Regions from separate parts of the Triticum aestivum genome. Here region 2 is linked to region 1. A link is a contact called in public Hi-C data. All regions are on one chromosome and are shown on one strand. The core of a region is the stretch at or near the end of the contact, and the rest is flanking DNA. Distances in the headings are between cores, read along the strand shown. Region 1 has its middle 59 kb from the start of LOC123152017. Region 2 holds the start of LOC123154802 (protein ENHANCED DISEASE RESISTANCE 2).

What was found. Hi-C and Micro-C count contacts between places; a contact is called where the count stands out from the background.
Region 2: a contact with region 1 is called in a Hi-C map of leaf, with 3 times the contacts expected there. The contact joins the promoter of LOC123154802 here to the enhancer-like site in region 1. A contact is called at or near these places in 2 of 5 Hi-C or Micro-C datasets (both in leaf).

Annotation. Positions count from the first base shown.
Region 1 is chr7A:24,172,952-24,176,541 of IWGSC CS RefSeq v2.1, reverse strand. No RefSeq gene overlaps it. Among protein-coding and RNA genes, the nearest start is that of LOC123152017, 59 kb to the right of the region's middle. Within about 2 kb of position 1,636, at least 3 of the 8 cell types and tissues checked have an H3K27ac peak or open chromatin away from gene starts, as enhancers often do. A contact at or near this core is called in leaf, where this site is marked.
Region 2 is chr7A:24,236,259-24,239,848 of IWGSC CS RefSeq v2.1, reverse strand. LOC123154802 (protein ENHANCED DISEASE RESISTANCE 2) reads right to left here and starts at 1,561. Exons shown (of 22, transcript XM_044573435.1): 1 at 1,034-1,561; 2 at 205-279. The coding sequence starts at 1,321.

The DNA of each region.
Region 1 (3,590 bases), core at 387-2,886:
TGCTGGATCGTCTCCTACACCAATTTGTGCAGATCCGCCAGGGAAAGCTCCGCCGCCGCCATACGCGCCGAGATCGTCGGCTTGGTGGAGCGCGCCGTTTGTACCGGTCGATCTGCTCAACCAGACGCAGGTACACCGAAGTGTTTTGCGCGAATTCACCCGAGGGGATCCACACCTTTTGCCTGGAATTAGGAGCTGGTCTATGGATTGATCGGAAGATCGCGAGAATTTTTTCGAAGCAGAGGACGTGGATCCATATGGGCTCTGAGTACCAGATGCTACGGGATCGCAGCAACTCCTTGCGTCACGCCAGGATGTGGTAGATCGAGACAGAGGGGAATAACTTGGGGAGGAAGAAGGGGCACAGAGGAAGGCTTGGGATTAAAGACAACAGTATTCAGTTTATAGATCGATGCCTGCCTCTCCTCGCACTAGCCTATAAGTAGACGTCATTATAGGCCCCACTGGGCCGGCCCATCAGGCCACTCACGCACACACTCGTGGGCACAGCCCAGGTCGTTAATCTGTCACTTGGTCAGTGCCTGGCTCGGTGGATAAACCAAAGGGAAACAACACGCATGAAACGATGGCTTGCTTGCTGATGACCCATGATCGTGGCACTGATAGAATGAGAGGCGTCCCAGGAGGGCAACCCTGAAAGCTCCATATATTGTGTAATTTCAATAAACAGTTAATCACAAGGCATATTCTCATCCTGTCATGGCTAGGTGCCATACTGTCATGGTATCTAGGAGTATTTACTTCTAGGACTTAAAGTGAGCGTGTCAAAAATAGGAGAAACTGGGTCAAGATGAGAAAAAAAAAAGACCTTTCCCCCTGTTTTTAAAGAAGAAGTGACATCCATTAGACGTCTTAGATTTGGCAATTATTAACGAAAACTATAGCTAGTATAAAAAAAAGATGAGGTGAATCTAAACGTGCTAGAAACACGCACATGAGAACGGGTGCTACTATGTCTTGCTTCTTTTTTTTTTTAGAGTTCTTTGTCTTTTTTTAGAACTCTTTGTCTTTATTTTAGAACTCTTTGTCTTGCTTATAGTGAGCGAGATGGAGCTGTCCAGGGGTGAGTGAACAAGCACAACACTCCGATATATATACTGATTGGTTTGGAAAGTTTTTATTTTCTTTTTTGCGGGTGATTGGTTTGGAAAGCTAATTATAGCAAAATAGTGGCGCTGGCCAGGGGTTGACGTGTTGGGCCAATCATATGCATGCACCTTGCTTGCTATTGGTTCTTTTTGGAGTATCAATCTCTACTTTTTTGAATAAAAGAGGTAAAGCTATCAATCCTCTCAATCCATAGCTTAATTCTGGCCAAATAGTACTTGGCAGATCTCGGTCGGCGCATGGAAGAACGTTCTCCGCCTCATCACATGCATGTGGGGTTGTCGTTCCACTGGCATGCGCGCGGTGCACGGATCTCCGGGGGCGGCAACGTGCGTGCATGCGCGCCAACGGACGACCGACGTGCATGCATGCGCCACCGACCGGCCGGCCGACAATCACCAACTGTTGGTGAACATGTATGCGTGCACTTGGCCGTCTGGACACCGCGAGCGAGCTGGCCAGCTGGATGGATTTACCTGGCCACTGTCACTGTGCAATCACTGGTGCAGAGCTTGGATAACTCTTGGAAAGGCGAATGCTGGCGACGGGTGACGACGGTGATTGATTGCCACGAGAGGGGAGATCGAGGCCACGAGGTCAAAAGAAACCCCGTCAGGAGAAAAGCAAAGTGGAAAGTGATTTGAGCGAGCCGAGACATGGTATCTATTGACTACTAGGACTTCGAGTGAGTGCGTCCAAAAATAAGAGAAACTGGGTCAAGATGAGAAGAAGAAGAAAATATCTTTTTCGCCTCTGTTTAAAGAAGAAAGGACAACCAAAAGACATATTTGATTTGACAATTATTAAGGAAAACAATAGCTAATTAAAAAATAAAGAAAACAATAAAGAAACACAGAGAAATAACACAAAAAGGGAAACACATGGAAACCAATAAAGAAACACAAAAAAAAACACATGGATATTTCTAAAACTAGTCCACATAAGCTTCCAAACAAATTTTGGTTTTACGATCCTTTGTCAACTTCGCAAACATTTTATTAAATTCATTAAAAAATGTAAAAGTTTACAAATAGTTTTAAAATTCATGAACTTTTCCTTGAATCATGAATATTTTCAATTTTTCCTAACATTTGTTTTGCAATGATTAACAAATTATGAAATCGCAATATTTTTATTTCACAAACACTCAATTTCGACAACATTTTATGAATGTCATGAACTCTAACGCGCCTGGTGGGGCCAGCTCTTGTGGGTCGGCTCAACAGCGCAGGTGCTCACTTTGTTGACCATGACCATTGACTTTTTAAAAAATAGCACGGGCTAGGAAAAAGTTCACGCAATAGAAAAACCAATCTTTAATATTAAAGTAGTTCTTGAATTTGAAAAAATGTTCACGAATTTGAGAAAGATCACAAATTTGAAAAAAAGTCATGAAATTGACAAAAAAAATGTGAATTATAAAAAAGCTCGCAAATATGAAAAACTTCTTGCATATGAAAAAGATCACAAAATTTTAAACATTTCACGGTTTTGACTATAACTTCACGAATATGAGAAAAGTTTGTGGTTTAAAAAAAGGCTAAAAAGTCATAAATGAGTAAGTACTAGCACACATGCCCGTGCGTTGCAACTGGATAATAAAATTACATGCCTCTAGCTCAATTTAAGAATGGATCAAGACCCCCACATGACCATATTCTCTAGTTCAGCATGACACCCTTTAATTAGAGCCAAACCAGTAGACTCTGTTGTATTGACAAGTGCCCATAATTTCTTTCAAGTACAATTAACCTGCATATTCTTTTTTTATTGGCATATGGAAGCAATCACCGCTAATAATTTATGGCGCCCCTTATTCTGAACAAGCCGCTTAGCTCGATGTGCCAGATGCGGAGACGGCCCAGGATGGGAGTGATCGAACTCACAACCTTAAAGACCCGACCACATGTTGCTAGACACTCAAACAACACGTCCTGCTAACCAATGGTCAGCGTGAACATTACAGAATATAATGAAACGTCCGCTTCAAAACATTTTTATTTATTTTTTGATCTTTTTAGACATTGATTACTATCAACTGCCAGATATACTTGACAACATGAACACTTTTCCAAATTACAAGCATTTTTTTGAAAATTCCGTACATTTTAAAAACCACGCACAAAATTTTGAACGGAACATTTGTTGAAATTCACAAACATTTCTTAAAAGCAAGAATATTTTATAAAGTACGATATTTTTTTAATTTGTTTACAATTTTGGAAAATGGGAACATATTTTGAACATATAGAAGAAATTTAGAAAATGTGTCTTTTAATGCAAAAACATCTTCAACTTTCTCAACATATCACTAAAAGAAGAATATTTTTCAAATTTGTAACATTTTTAAATCTTCAACAAATTCGGTAAAAACACAAATATTTTTTCAAAAAATTGGAATAATTTTTCAAATTCGGAATGACAAAAGAGTTGAAATTTTAAACATTTTTCTAATGAACAAA
Region 2 (3,590 bases), core at 312-2,811, 63 kb before region 1:
TCCTCAAAAGTAAGGATACCAATTTTTCTGACTCTAATGGCAGAGATTTTATTCAAGATTAAAAGCTAACGACAAGTGAATTTCATGTGCAAGGAACTAACACACCTAGTGCTCTCGACCAGCATTAATTGGCACGCTCATTCTATAAGGCATATAAGCATATTACTATTTGATGAAGTAAACAAAAGGGAAGAGCGGACTTACTTGTCCATGATGTGTTTTAAGCCCTCTATCCTCCACTCTGCAGTTCCCATCTACGTGAAGAGACTTAAGTGGCACCTGCACATCCACAAGATTTGCTCCAGAAAGTTAAATGCAAGCACCATGCCCCTGTTGCGGAATATACCACTCAAACAATGTACTGGTATCAAATTGTCACGTTTTTTTCATTGTATTGGAAACCTCTTGCTAAGGCTCGAACAAAGAGGAATGCAGCTAACTGAAACTTGTCGGTTCCCACAGAAACAGGGGAATTTGTTCCAAGCACTCTTACCCTTAACCCCATCTATGTGCTGTCCATCTATGAAAACAGCACCTTACAAGATAACAGTAGACTCTATTATTGGAACAGTAAAAGAGGTCATCCATGTGCTCCAGGCACATCAAGCAAGTTGCTCACATGATTCACAGGAAAAAGAAAAACCCCACAAATTCAAAGAAAAAGCGCTTAGTCAAGAGCAGTTTAACTTATAATGAAAAAATTCGTTCAGCTTCAGAGTTTACAACTGACACCAGCTCACTGCACGAGGAAACATTGAATTCAACCCAGCAGATCCTGGCCTAACTATGGCACCGAACTGCTCTCCGCCCAAAGTTATTTACCGCAAGTAGAACTGACAACCGATTGAATCCCCCGATCGCCCTCCCCCGCTCCACCCAAATTGGCCAGAGCGCACCACGAGCTCGGAAAAATCCCGCTGAAAACTCGCCGGGGAGCAACCGGAGCTCTCCCCGGAAGGTGGACCGCGACCCCAACGACTCCGACAAGCTAATAACTGCACAGTATGGAGCTCTGAAGCTGTGGAGCACCTACCATGTTGTTGTCCTTGGGCTGCTTCTTGTAGTAGGCGAGGAGCTTGTTGTCGAGCACGAAGTAGCGGGTGTGGAAGAAGGACCTCCCGATCTTCCGCCGCCCGTACCGCACCATCCACCCCTCGTGCCGCACCGCCGCGGCGTCGGCGCCGCCCATGGGCGGCAGCAGCAGCTCCCCGCTCCGCGCCTTCGCCGCGGCCGTGGACGGGGCGGGGGCCGGCCTCGGGGGAGGGGCGTCCGCTCCGCACGTCCGCCCGAGCTCTCCGCTCCTCGAAGCCGACGAGCTCATCGTCCTCGGCCCGCGTGGGGGTGGAGCTCGGTCGTCTGTCTCGCCTCGGCGGCCTGGTCAGTGAGCCATTGCCCGGGTAGGCGGGGAGGAGGAGGAGGAGACGGGGAGCCCTGGGGTAGGCCGGCAGCCGGAGTCCGGCGAGGCGAGGCGCGGCGGCGGAGGAGGAGGGGGGAGCGGGGAGAGGACGGCGGCGAGAGTTTGTTTTTGTTTCTTTCGGAAATCCAGGCGGGGATAGCTAGACCGGAATTAATTACTGTAGTCTTAAATAAAATCCACTAAATTATTGATTTTTTTAGGGACCCTAAATTATTGATTTCGTGTTGGCAGCTTTTGTTTCCAGCTCTCCTACTACTGCTTCTCCTTTTGCTACTTTTCTCTGTAGCACCTCGTGTCTAAGTCAAATTACTCGTTGTGCAGTCCGCCCCTCTTCCTAAGATTTTGGGAATTCTTCCCTTTCCAGTTGCAAAGTGTAGAGTGTAGTACATACTTAAAAAAAAGCAGAGCTGTATTATAAAAGTTTGCTGCAAGTACAAAAACACGCAAAAAAATATAATGAACCGAGGTTCTTGGACCATCGAACGACCACTATTGTCCGTTGACGCACCGATGCCATCACTTCTGTACCGGAGCCGGCTTGTCTTTGTCGATGACATCTAGGAGGTCTTCGTGCTCGTGCCACTAAGGACTAGCGCCTCGGAACCGCAGTCGTAATCATTGAACCCTTGAATCGATCTTTAGTGTCTGATACTAGATTTCATCGTCGCGCATGTATGATGAAAACCCTAACCTTGCCGCTCTAAGAGGACGGTTGAAATTTGTGTCGAAGCTTCGTTACTCATCCTGGCAGACAAATTTGAGGAGGATAGATTTCTGGAAGACCAACTCAAAGATGAAGCGCCGCCCATGCAAGGATTAAAAAACGCTAAACTAAACTACTAACCGGCTCTGAACCACCGGAATTGCCGTTCTCGCCACCAGCCGCCGAAGTGACGGGCAGAGCGGAAGAGAATCTACGGGCTGGTTGGTGAGAGGGAAGAGAACCCCGCCTTAGTGCCTACGCGTCAGGGGAAGGAAAAGATGTGTGGCCTTCTAACCCATATCGTCCTAACAATGCACTCTTAGATCTTAGACGGTACATTGTTACGTGTGTTGCGCTTTAGAATAAATGAATATCACGTATACTTGTGTGAAAATAAGGAACTTAACATAGCCGACAATTGTGTTTTCTATATAAAATAGTATAGATGTGGATCAACTTTATCTATTAATTGAAAACATGTCATCTACCTCTCTTAACTTTTATAAAACATTTTAGGTCTTCAGGTTTACAGAGGCGGCGGCGGCGGGGGGGGGGGGGGGGGGGGGGGTGGTTATTGGTGTACTCCACTTTCGATGGCATGTCGTGCCGCCCAGTGGCGAATCTACAAAAAAATAGGCCTTGAAAGTAGTAGTCAAGGCTAATCTTCTATATCTAAATATGAAAGGATCGATATAGTTGACTAGAGGGGGGTGAATAGGCAACTACCAATTTTTAGCTTTTCTTTACCAAATTAACCTTTGCATCAAAGTAGGTTGTCTAGATGTGCAACTAGGTGAACAACCTATGTGATGCAACAACAACAAGCACACAAGCAAGCAAGGGAACAAACACTAAAGAGCTTGCACAAGTAAAGGTAAGAGATAACCAAGAGTGGATCCGGTGAAGACGAGGATGTGTTACCGAAGTTCCTTCCTTTTGAGGGGAAGTACGTCTCCGTTGGAGCGGTGTGGGGGCACAATGCTCCCCAAGAAGCCACTAGGGCCACCGTATTCTCCTCACGCCCTCACACAATGCGAGATGCCGTGATTCCACTATTGGTGCCCTTGAAGGCGGCGATCGGACCTTTACAAACAAGGTTGGGGCAAACTCCACAACTTAATCGGAGGCTCCCAACAAGACCACGAAGCTTCACCACAATGGAATATGGCTCCGAGGTGACCTCAACCGTCCAGGGTGCTCAAACACCCAAGAGTAACAAGATCCGCTAAGGATGAGTGGGGGAATCAAAAATCCCTTAGTGGAAGTGTAGATCTGAGCCTTCTCAACCACTCCCGAGCAAATCAACAAGTTTGATTGGCTAGGGAGATAGATCGGGCAAAAGGAGGCTTGGAGTATTTAATGGAGCTTGAGCAATAAATGGTGCTTGGGCAATAATGAAGCTTGGGGGAAGAGGTAGGTCAAAAGGGGGAAGAAGACACCCTTTTATAATGGAGGGAACAATCCAACCAT